Regions from separate parts of the Sus scrofa genome. Here region 2 is linked to region 1. Evidence: chromatin contacts called from public HiChIP or PLAC-seq data. All regions are on one chromosome and are shown on one strand. The core of a region is the stretch at or near the end of the contact, and the rest is flanking DNA. Distances in the headings are between cores, read along the strand shown.

Region 1 (6,016 bases), core at 1,608-4,107:
ATGCTTTCTTTAAAAAATTGCCAAGTGCATGTGATAAGCTGTACTTAGCTTCACAGTTGCTATCTTTGAGTCTGCAGAAAGGAGTTGTTCCACTCTAGCCCTGAAGAGAACCCAGCTCTGGGCAGCAGGGGCAAGGTCTGTCCGCACTGAAACCCCAGACTTAGCCCAATGCCTGGCGCACACTCAAATACTATTAATGCACATTTAGTGAAAATACTGGTTGTAGCACACCACTTTTTGGCAGGTTATTATCATGTAAGTTTTAGGTGGTAAGGAATACATTTTCTTTTTGCTTTTTCCCCCTAGCACTTTACTGTGAAAATTTTCAAACATGCAGAATTGTTGAAAGAATTATATGGTGACCATCCACTACCTAGAATCTTATAAATAACATTTTGTTACATTTGCCTTATTTAAGAGAGACTGCTTTTTAAAAGTTTTATTGAAGTGTAGTTGATTTACAATGTTGTATTGATTTCTGCTGTACAGCAAGGTGATTCAGTTATACATATGCATATATTCTTATTCATATCCTTTTCCATTATGGTCTATTGTAGGATATCAAATATAGTTCCCTGTGTTATACAGTAGGACCTTGTTGTTTTTAAGAAAGTATATACTACTTTAAAGAAACTTCATCAGCTTTGGTTTCTCTTTAAAAATCACACTGCTAAGATAATTGAACAGCTTTAAACAAGTAGTCTTAAACTCTGGGGAAACCTGTGATGTTTGCATTATAGCTGAAATTGTGGTCCTTACTTTAAGCTAGTTTTAAACTCTGTCACGCTGAATTTCAGTCTTAATGTATTTTGCCTGAAGGGATTTTTTTTTTATAATAGAATTATTTGAAAGTCTTTGATCAGTTGTGCAAAATATTCTAATGTTATTTTCACACTTGATAAATTATCCAATTAATTTCTCTGGTGAGAATGTAATTTTGGGCCCATTTTGCATAAACAAGGTTCCAGGATTATGTTCCCAGAGGACTTGAAGAGGCAGGGTAATTTAGTGTGTAAACCACTCAGTTAGGAGCTAGGAGATGTAGACTTTATTCCCGACTGACCATTGGCAGATCACTTCTCTTTGCGTCCATTTATCTATTTGTAAAGTTAGGACTAGAATTTGAAATTTGATATTATTAAGTAATGGGTAGCGTTTATTAGTGCTTAGGTCTTTTAAGAAAGACACTTTATTTAAAGAATATATATACTTTATGTCTAACTGCATGACAAGCTATGGAATGAACTCTGACTTCTGAAAAATTAAAGCACAGGCAGTGGTCAAAGCATCTTAGCAAAAAGCTTGCTGTTGAGTTCCTGTTGCAGCTCGGTAGGTTAAGAACCTGACATAATATCCGTGAGGATGCAGGTTTGGTCCCTGACCTCGTTCGGTGGGTTTAGAATCCAGCGTTGTGGTGTAGGTCACAGACGGCTCAGACCCTGCGTTGCTGTGACTGTGGCATAGGTTCGCAGCTGTGGCTCTGATTTGATCCCCAGCCTGGGATCTATGCCACGGTGCGGCCCTAAAAAGACAAAAAATTTGCTGTTGCTTAAAGCTTACTAGTGCCACAGAATTTGTGAGTGGTTTTCCTAACCCATCTGGACTCTGAAATACTGTGTTTTGTGAAGGGGTGAATGAAAAGGGGAAGGAGGTAGACATTTATCCTACAAAGACTGAAAATCAATGTTCAGTTTAAGAACAGGCTGTGTGAAAGGGTGGGGAAGCCATCCTGACTTAACTGCCACACACCCTGCCCTGCTCCCCGACCCCCACCACGCACAGCATGGAACAGCCCTGCTTCTGCCAGCTCAGCCATGGGCTGTCTCCGTCAGGTCCATACAGTTGAATTGCAGGGTCAACCAAGGGCTAAACAGGGTCTCTGTGCTCCATGTAGTCGATCAGGTGCCTTGTTTCTAAACCCGTGTGATGAATGTAGGTTCACGTTTATCTCTCAAAGGCATGAGTTTTTAACCTTAGACCACATCTTGGTTGCAAGGATATGATCCAAACCGTGTTCCCTGATTGGCACCTCGTTGAATATTAACTTAGAAGAAAACACATGCCAGACTGACATGCCTACCCCTCCTGTTGGTTGTTGATACTTTCTTAGCCTCTACATTACACCAGTATCTTTACCCCACAAGTACTCTAAATAAAATGAAATACGGATATTTCAACTGTTTTTTAGTAAGACTGCTTTAATTTTTGTCTTTTTTCTATTTTGGAGACTCTGTAACTCACTAATAGGGAGGAAAAAATCATAGGCACTAATTTTCACTTGAAATGAAATTAATGTTCTGCCCTTTCAGGAAATAATAAATGAGGATTCATTCTAGTCCTTGGTTTAGGCTGTGGTTTCTGCCCCAGAGCCTGAAAGACTGCATTTCGCAAAACAAAATTAGGCCCAAGGGGAAAGAAACTAGTGAGAGTGTGAAACCAGACAACTGGTTGAACTTATTGTGAAACAGGTAAATGAGAAGCCTTAGTTCTCACCAGTTTCTGCGCTGTGTTCTCCCCGCCCCTCCTTAGCGTTCAGATGCTCCATGGATAAGTTTTGAAGTAATGGCTGTCTCTTGTGGGGCAGTTAAAATCATTTTTAATAAGCTTTCAAAGGGTCAACCCCTATTTCTTCTAAAATAGACTTAATTTCCCTACGTGGAATGTGAAAGCTGGTAAGACATGTAATTGCTTTATAAAACCCCACCTTTATTTTTAAATTAAATATTCAAAAGTGAAGTAGTTATTAATCCCAGAATAAGCTATAGAAATTTAAAAAAAAATTCTGCCTCTTGGGTTACATTTGACACTGTCAAAAGTTCAGGAAAAAACAGAAGTAAAACCAATGAATCATTGAAGTGGTAATTGGTAAAAGTTTATTGCACATGCACCAAAGGTTTGCAAACTGGGAGCATTTGAACCAAAACCTGGAATGCAGCTCAGAAGTGTATTGTTATAATGCAGCTTATCTAGCTTGGGGACAGTGTTTTTTTTGTTAATAGTTATTGTTTACAGTATTAGAATTTTCTTAAATGAAAGAGAATTGGTTAGTGTTTATTATCAATTTGGGGGAACAGTTTAAGTTTCGCTTATGGTTTTCAGAGGCATAAGCAAGAAGTGACATAGGTCAAGTTAGCCTCACTTGTCTTGCAAGATAAGCTAAATTAAGAGTTGCTTGAATGACTAGACTGTTTTGTCTTCTCAGGCAGTTTTCAGGTTTTAACAACACATCTAGTCCATTCTTACAGATGTCTGTTACAGTGTTGTCATAGTCTCAAAACTAACTTTTGTACAAGGACCAGCAGGGGTAGGATTACTTCGTAAAGTGATGGTTGTAGCCTTGGCAGAAAATGATGCATAATCACAAAGTTTTTGCTAGGCTGGGTAGGGTTTTGTACATTTTAATATAAAAGTGGGTCAGCAAGTCTGATCTTCACAGAATTTATGCTACGGAAAGCTAAATAATAGAACTGCACTGAAAAATAGATCTCCAAATCCTGAAAAATAATCCTTCCCCTTCTTACCCCACTTTCCTCCTAGCTGCTCTATCCTGACTGGCAGAGGGTGATTTAAAAATAGAGCGCGAGTTCTGTCTGAGGAGGTCTGGCCTCTTCGTCTTAATCCTTAGTTCCTTTGCCCAGGCTGGTCATTTCACTTGAGGTGTCTAGATAAAGTAGACAAAGCCCCACCGAAAGGGCTTAAGGATGGTAACTAGTCATTCCTTCTTAGACTAGTTAGGAGCCTGAACGTAGAATTTATTTCCAACTGATTTGAGATTCCTTTGGAGCCATTGTGAAAGATGGAAAGGAAGTAAGGCAGGTTTTCTGAATACAATTAGAGTAATAGAATTGAAATTGACTGTTTTTTATGCCTTTAGGGTCCATGTTTTTGGAATTTTTTTTTCACTACCCACAATAAATTAGACTAGATAGAGATAAATGAATAAATAATATGTACCCACCTAACATGAAAGGTTTATCAAACACTTGCTTTTAGTACATCTGATGCATTCTGATATTTTCTGTTCTTTTTTCACTTATAAAATATAGTCCCCAGAGCACAAATGGGTTTATCACAATGCCTTGCCTCCAGAGTCAAGATCTGAGGATTTAAAGTAGCCCAGAAGGCTAGAGGCCAAGTACACATACACACACAGTCAAGTGTCCACTGGGGTTAGTGGGGCCTTCCAGACTGTGCCTTGCTCTTGTTCCACCCAGTCTGGGCTCCAGCCCCATCCCCCACCTCACGCCACCACCCCACCCACCCCTGCCCACTCACAGTCTTGCCTCTTGGCTGTTCCTGATGTTCTTGCCTCTCTCTCCTTGACTCAGCCTGAGGTAGTCAGTTTTATTAAAGGAAAGCTCCGGTTCCACTGCTCCTCTGAATTCTTCTATGGACTGAAGGGCTAGTAAAACAAGATCCAGGAGTCCCCATTGTGGCTCAGTGGTAACGTACCCAACTAGCATCCATGAGGATGCAGGTTCGATCCCTGGCCTCACTCAGTGGGTTAAGGATCTGGCATTGCCATGAGCTATCGTGTAGGTCGCAGACCTGGCTCGGATCTGGTGTTGCTGTGGCTGTGGTGCAGGCCAGCAGCTGCAGCTCAGATTCAACCCCTAGCCTGGGAACTTCCACGTGCTGTGGATTTGGTCCTAAAAAGACAAAAAAAAAAAAAAAAATCCAGAACAATTTACAAACTCTTGTTTGATTTGGCTTTTGCCATCTATCTCCCCTGAGGCAAAGAGGTAGTGTGCTACTTGAATGAGGCAGGTAGGGTATGGGGAGAAGAGGGACGGAGATTTCCTAATACCTCAGAGAATTACTGGGGACATTTTCTTCTTAATTGGACTATGAGCTTTCAAGGAAAGGAATCAGAGATCTCTACTATGATCCTGGACTTCATTAAAGGAGAATTTTCAAAGAAGAGTCAAATTATGGCTCTCATACAGATAGCAAATGAGTGTGTGCTATTTTATTTAACTCTTAATGAGGGAACCCGGCAGATGCTGTAACCTGGAGAATCCAAAGGACAGACACACTTAGAGACCAAGAATATTTACATGAATGTCCAAATGGAGGAAAAACAAGAATCTACTTGCTAGAAGAGGAAAGTCAAGCAATCCTCTCCCCCAGGACATAATTTTTGTTTCCAGAAACAAGAATTATTTTGCATTGCTTTCAGTATCTATAGGACAGAGCTGTAAAGTAGCTTCCTGAGAGTGAGAATCCAGTAACCCAAGGCTGTCCTCTAAACTAGATAATGCATAGTGTTTATCAAAGCACAAAATTCCCCTACACCCTGCACTAACAACAGTTCATTGCAGCACATGAATTATAAATAAATAGACCTGTGGTGCCCATTCCTGCACAGATTGGACTGTTCCAATTTGTGTGAGGTGACAGCTTGCTTGTTTTAGCTCTTCCAAAATTGCAGGTTCAAAGTCAGGCATGAGCAGAGCAAACCCAGCTAAACAATCATTTGGCAGCAGGGGGCAGCAAAGCTTCATTCATAAAGAATGCAACCTTCAGAAAGAAATTTGTAAGATGGAGTTAGCCTGGAATCCTTGAAGTTTTAAGGTGTCCATAAATCCCCTTAGATTATAGGCATAAAGTTGTACTTCGTGCATTTTTTGGAGAAGAGATTCTTTAATTTGTTTTGCTTTGGGTCTGATGAAGGCTATGAAGCATTTTCCCCTGATATCGGAATGTCCACGTCCCAACTATCATATTCGCAAGTTGATTCCCAAATTAGCTTCAAATTAGAAATGCCTGAGGAACTATTGTCGAACCACAGCAAGTAGCCATTTTTGTAAGGTCAGTAAAGGGTTAAGTATCAGCAGTTTCTTGAGGTTCAACCAGTATATTCAGATTCCCAGTCACGTCAGCTCCCCTGTTCTGATACAGCCAGTGGGTGGATGAACATTTGAGATTGACCACCATCTCCAAGTTGAAGTTTAGGAAAATGGACTTTTGCACCCTAGTTCATCCCAAGGCCTCAGGTTTAACCCCAGTCATGTCT
Region 2 (5,866 bases), core at 2,499-4,998, 630 kb after region 1:
TTTATTTCTTCTGTTTGTCTGATTGCTGTGGCTAGGATTTCAATACTATGTTGAATAAAAGTGGTGAGAATGGGCATCCTTGTCTTCTTCCAGATGTTAGTGGGAAGGCTTTCAGCTTTTCTCCATTGAGTATTAAATTTGCTGTGGGTTTGTCATAAATGGCTTTTATTATGTTAAGGTATATTCCCACTATACCCAATGTGGTAAGAGTTTTTATCATGAATGGATGTTGGATTTTATCAAATGCTTTTTCTGCATCTATGGAGATGATCATGTGGTTTTTGACTTTTCTTTTGTTAGTGTGGTGTATGACGTGCTTTTGCACAGCAAAGGAAGCCATTAAAAAAAAAAAAAAAAAAAACCAAAAAGACAACCTACGGAATGGGAGAAAGTAGTTTCAAACAATGCAACTGACAAGGGCTTAATCTCTAAAATATACAACTTATACAACTCAACAGTAAAAAAACCCAACAACCCAATTGAAAAATGGGCAAAAGACCTGAATAGGCATTTTCCCAAAGAAGATATGCAGATGGCCAACAGGCACATGACAAAATGCTCAACATCACTAATTATTATAGAAATGCAAATCAAAACTACTATTAGGGGAATTCCCATTGTGGCACAGTGGAAACAAATCTGACTAGGAACCATGAGGTTGCGGGTTCGATCCCTGGCCTCGCTCAGCAGGTTAAGGAGGTACCTCAGAAAACTAAATATAGAACTACCATGATCCAGCAATCCTACTCTTGGGCATATATCCAGACAAAACTTTCCTTGAAGAAGACACATGCATCCTAGGGATGCAGCACTATTCACAATAGCCAAGACATAGAAACAACCTAAATGTCCATCAACAAATGAATGGATTAAAAAGATGTAGTACCTATATACAATGGAATACCACTCAGCCATTAAAAAGAACAAAATAATGCCATTTGCAGCAACATAGATGGAACTAGAGATTTTCATACTAAGTGAAGTCAGAAAGAGAAAGAAAAATACCGTATGATAGCACTTATATCTGGCATCTAATATATGGCACAAATGAACCCTTCCACAGAAAAGAAACTCATGGACTTGGAGAACAGACTTGTGGTTGCCAAGAGGGAGGGGAAGGGAGTGGGATGGATGGTGGTTTGGGGTTAGTAGATTCAAAGTACTGCATTTGGAGTAGATGAGCAATGAGATCCTGCTGTATAGCACAGGGAACTATGTCTGGTTACTTGTGATGGAACATGATGGAGGATAATATGAGAAAAAGAATATATATATATATTCACATATATATCTATATCACTGGGTCACTTCGCTGTACAGCAGAAGTTGACAGAACACTGTAAATCAACTATAGTGGAAAAAATAAAACTCTTTAAAAAAATGAGTTCTTATGTATTAATTTTCACACACCACTTAGGGAAAGAAAAGAATTGGGGCCTTGGGGCTTTCTCATGGCTTTCTCCTAGATGTGAGGAAATCTTCCAGAAGTCCCAGATCTGGTGTTCATCCTGAACCATTGACTGCTGACTGATGGAGGGTCCCTTAGAGCAATCAGGCTCACTGATGGAGCTGGGAGACAGGGCATATTCCCAGGGCCCAGGGGGACAGGGAGGCTACAGCAGCGCCCTGGTTAGACAGACTACCTGAAGACCCATTTCAGAGACACTACAAAATGCTCCACACAGAGTAGATTCCCACAGATGACTAGGCTCAAGGTGTTTTTCCTTAATTGCGTCTGGGGTCACTGAACTTCTAATAAAAGGGAGGGGAGACAGTGAGGAGGGATTTTGACAAAACCGGCGCAGCTCATAGTGGTTAACATCAAAATCGTAATATTGACTATAAAGTTCCTTTAAATCTGTATTCATGGAGTTCCCGTCGTGGCGCAGTGGTTAACGAATCCGACTAGAAACCATGAGGCTATGGGTTCGATCCCTGGCCTTGCTCAGTGGGTTAACAATCCGGCGTTGCCGTGAGCTGTGGTGTAGGTTGCAGATGCGGCTCCGATCCTGCATTGCTGTGGCTCTGGCGTAGGCCGGTGGCTACAGCTCCAATTGGACCCCTAGCCTGGGAACCTCCATATGTCATGGGAAGCGGCTCAAGAAATGGCAAAAAGACAAAAAAAAAAAAAAAAAAATCTGTATTCAGGACTTAAAAAAAAAAAAAATCTGTACCATTTCTCTCCTCTTCTCCAAGGTATAGCAGCATACCCCTCTTCATTTAGTCCTCAAACCACTGGCTTTCTTGTGGGGACATTCTAGAGTCCTTCCTGTTACCTCTGTGCTGGCTGGAAGCTGTTGTGTGGGTGCCCACAGTAACAGTGAACCTGGTGTGGGCCAAGCCACCTGGGTACAAATCTTAGCTCTAGCACTTAATAGCCTCTCTGTTCTTGTTTTCTCAACTGGAAAAACAATAGTACTTAGCTCTTCATGTTGTTTTGATGATTAAAAAAGTTTTAATCATCTCTGTCTGGCAGAGGTAGCCTGTTCAAAATAGGGAGAATCTGTGAATCCCGGAAGACTGGATTCTTGCCGCTTCTGCCATCTCATCAAAGAGCAGAACACAGAACAGGGCCATGTGAAGGAAAGGAATGTGCAACTTAATGAAAAGCATGCATTCCATAATATAAGGAAATTACAATCTTATTACTTTACAGCATAGCAACCAGATATAAATAGATACTAATAAGTAAAATTAGGTTAATTGCTGAAAAAAGGACAATTCATAATAAGGTTACATTATAGAAATGTCTGCACATGTAAAAGTCCTTTAATATACATGGGCTTTAATTGCTGCATTGGCATGGAAAATTGTCGGCTTTCCCACTACCAGCTGTGTGATTTCTGGCAACTCTCTTTATCTTTCTGAGCCTCAATTTCATTGGCTTTAAAATGAGACTAGTAATTTCTTTCTTGTATAATAAAGGACCAGATGAAGTAATGTGTGAAAGGGCTTTGAAAGCTGAAAGCACAATACTTTCCTTAGGTATTTAATAATTATTGGAACTAATAGTCATCCACAATAAAAATACATTCAAGAAAAACATAAAGACCCACTGTCTGAAATACCAAACTTAAGAAATGATCCAGGAGTTCCCGTCGCAGCGCAGTGGAAACAAATCCAACTAGGAACCATGAGGTTGCGGGTTCGACCCCTGGCCTTGCTCAATGGGTTAAGGATCTGGTGTTGCCATAAGCTGTAGCATAGGTCGCATACACGGCTCGGATCCTGCATTGCTGTGGCTGTGGTGTAGACCAGCAGCCATAGCTCTGATTAGACCCTTAGCCTGGGACCCTCCATATGCCTTGGGTGCAGCCCTAAGAAGACCCCCCCCCAAAAAAAGATCCAGAAATACTAAACCCATGTCTTTCTTTACAATAGCATCTGTAAGTTGGAGACACTTATTTTGCTTTTTTAGACACTGCTTTTTTAAAATTAACATTAGCACTTCATGTCATTTGATGATTGATGGCATCTTCTTTAGGGAATGAATAGCAATTGGTGAACTGTTATGGACAGAAATCAGGAAGGTCTAAGCTCCTGGATTAAGGTAGTTCCCTTATAGAGTATATTTTCTGGGTAAACATGAAAACTGGATTAAGCCAAGCGCTTCACTGTAGACAAGCAATTACACTAAGCTGAACTGTTTATAGTCTTACTACAGAAATGGATGCACAGTGTATACCCATGAGTTCTGCCACCTCAAATTGTGGCTGTTAGCTCTTTACTTCAAATTCACACAGCCACACGTCAGTCACTGTGGGTGAAAAGCAACTAATGTCAGACCCCTGCTGGCCTAGCTTGGCACTGCATGGGGAAACACAATTTCCAGTTCTTATTAATGGGGAAATTGGCCACAGGGGCAAGAGAACTGAGGTATCAAGGATTCAGTCTTGCCTCACTTTATATGTGTCAATATTCATCAAAAAGTGTGCTGAAATGAGAGCAAGAGGAAAGGTCAGACTTGACTTACAATGAAGAACAATAGCTCTTAAGAGGCAACCAGGGACCCCTATCTCTCTTCAAGGCAGTTTGGGGCCTGAATCTGCCAGTCCTACCATCGTGCTCTTCATTGCTAAAAGTCTCCAGTGTCTTGCTTTTCAATGTGCTTTCAAACTCACTGTTCACTGCATGCTCTAACCTCTAGAGGGGGCAGAGGTTTTCTCTCCAGCTTTCTCCTTGTGCCTCTAAAAAGGCAAAGAAGAACTCTGAAGGGTCAAGGTCAAAATGGAGAGCTCAAGGATATATACAAGGATCTATACCTCCCACTATAATAGGAGATGGAGTCTGCAGGAACAAGGAGTAAGGGTTACAACTCTCCTCCTTCTTGTGGCCTGTGCTGTCTCTTCTTCTTTCAAGAAATTGAAATAAAATGGGCCCTGCCCAGCAAAGAAAATGGGGAAGCACAGAGTAGCCCAGGGATAGAGAGAAAAAACCCAAACAAAACAAGAAGCTCAGATGAAGAGTGACAGCTCCTGTTCTGAGGAAGAGAATCGTGATTAGTGCTCCTGGCTGGCAGAAATCACCCAGGGCAGCAATGAGGACTTTTCTTTGGAGGAGCTGAGGTTAGAAAGCGGCAAGGCAGCTGAGGTGCCTAGCTCCATTCCCAAGCTAGTGCTTTTGGTTACTGTGAACAGGTAAACCCCACTCAGCAGACTGAGGGTTGGGACTGGAGAAACACAGGGAAGAGGAATGTCATTCCGTTGTCCCTATTTTAACATGGCCCAGCACGTGAATTTTTCTTCCTCTCATGCTAGAAAACTCGGAGAAGGGTTTCCATGGCCAAAGTCAGGCTCTTAACTCTTTTGGTCCACCTGGCGGCCCCTATGACTTGAAGGTCACAGGAAGATGATGAGATTGTACGAGGAACTACAGTTATCTTTCAGCCAAGCCCCTCTATCCCTTCCTTTTCAGGGCTTGTATCTCTTCAGTTTGGCTTGAGTGAGGCAAATCCACTATTCCCAGTAAAAGGAAATCATCATCTCATTAGCATCCCAGAGAATATTCTGTGATTGCAGGAAGGAAAGATGTGATTGCCAATCTAAACACAGAGGACTCAGTGATTTTCAAAAGCTTCGTTGGCTGCACTGAACAGGCGGTAAGAAATCCGCCCTTGATTTTCTGTAGATTATTCCTCTATATGGAAGCACTCTAAGTTACTTAGCTAGTCTCCTGCTGATGGACGCTTAGGTCATTACCACATTTTTGCTACTACATACAAGGCTACATGGACACTCTTACGCAAAAAACTTTGTACGTTCATGTTTCTTTCAGTTAAATGATTGGATATAACCAAATTTCTTTTCAAAGCCTTTTGAAAATATTCATCAATCAATTTATATTAATCCTAATATTATTCATAACTATCTTATTTGAGGGATTACTATGTGCCAGACACTGTCTTAAGCACCTTTTATGCATTATCTTATTGGTCATCTCATGAACCCAGAATGGTAGGTTCTATCATTATCACCATCTTAGAGATGAGGAAATAGACAAACAGGGCATATAAGTTGTTTAAAATGAATTTAAAAATACCAGACCCAGGCATTCTAATCTATTATTTCACTTAAAAGAGAACCCAACCACCTCTATTTTAAAAAGGGGGAGCTTGGGCAAAAGGTGTGGTGAACCTGGCCACCACTGCTGGGACAGGAATCTAACTGGAAGCATATTATTGGAAATGTCACTCTCTTACATCATCCTTAGCAAATCTTTGTGTGTTGTCTTGGTACAAGGACCTTAAGCTTGAGGTCGCAGGAAGATTTCATTTCAGCTATGTCTATGAAACCTCTTTTTAAAATACATAATTCAATTGACTTAGTAGTTGTCCCATTTTACCTCTGCCAAACAATTGGCTGAAGTC

The links. HiChIP or PLAC-seq counts read pairs in DNA pulled down with a chosen protein or histone mark.
Region 2: an H3K27ac HiChIP or PLAC-seq map of alveolar macrophages shows a contact between it and region 1. The contact joins two enhancer-like sites. A contact is called at or near these places in 1 of 47 Hi-C or Micro-C datasets (embryonic fibroblasts) and 1 of 2 datasets of contacts at active chromatin or transcription factors (alveolar macrophages).

The regions. Positions count from the first base shown.
Region 1 is chr2:24,626,089-24,632,104 of Sscrofa11.1, forward strand. It overlaps a transcript of TRAF6 not described here. Among named protein-coding and RNA genes, the nearest start is that of TRAF6, 21 kb to the left of the region's middle. Within about 2 kb of position 2,858, at least 4 of the 83 cell types and tissues checked have an H3K27ac peak or open chromatin away from gene starts, as enhancers often do. A contact at or near this core is called in alveolar macrophages, where this site is marked.
Region 2 is chr2:25,257,058-25,262,923 of Sscrofa11.1, forward strand. The region is part of intron 2 of LOC102157601 (a long non-coding RNA gene); the gene reads right to left. Among named protein-coding and RNA genes, the nearest start is that of LDLRAD3, 100 kb to the left of the region's middle. Within about 2 kb of position 3,749, at least 11 of the 83 cell types and tissues checked have an H3K27ac peak or open chromatin away from gene starts, as enhancers often do. A contact at or near this core is called in alveolar macrophages, where this site is marked.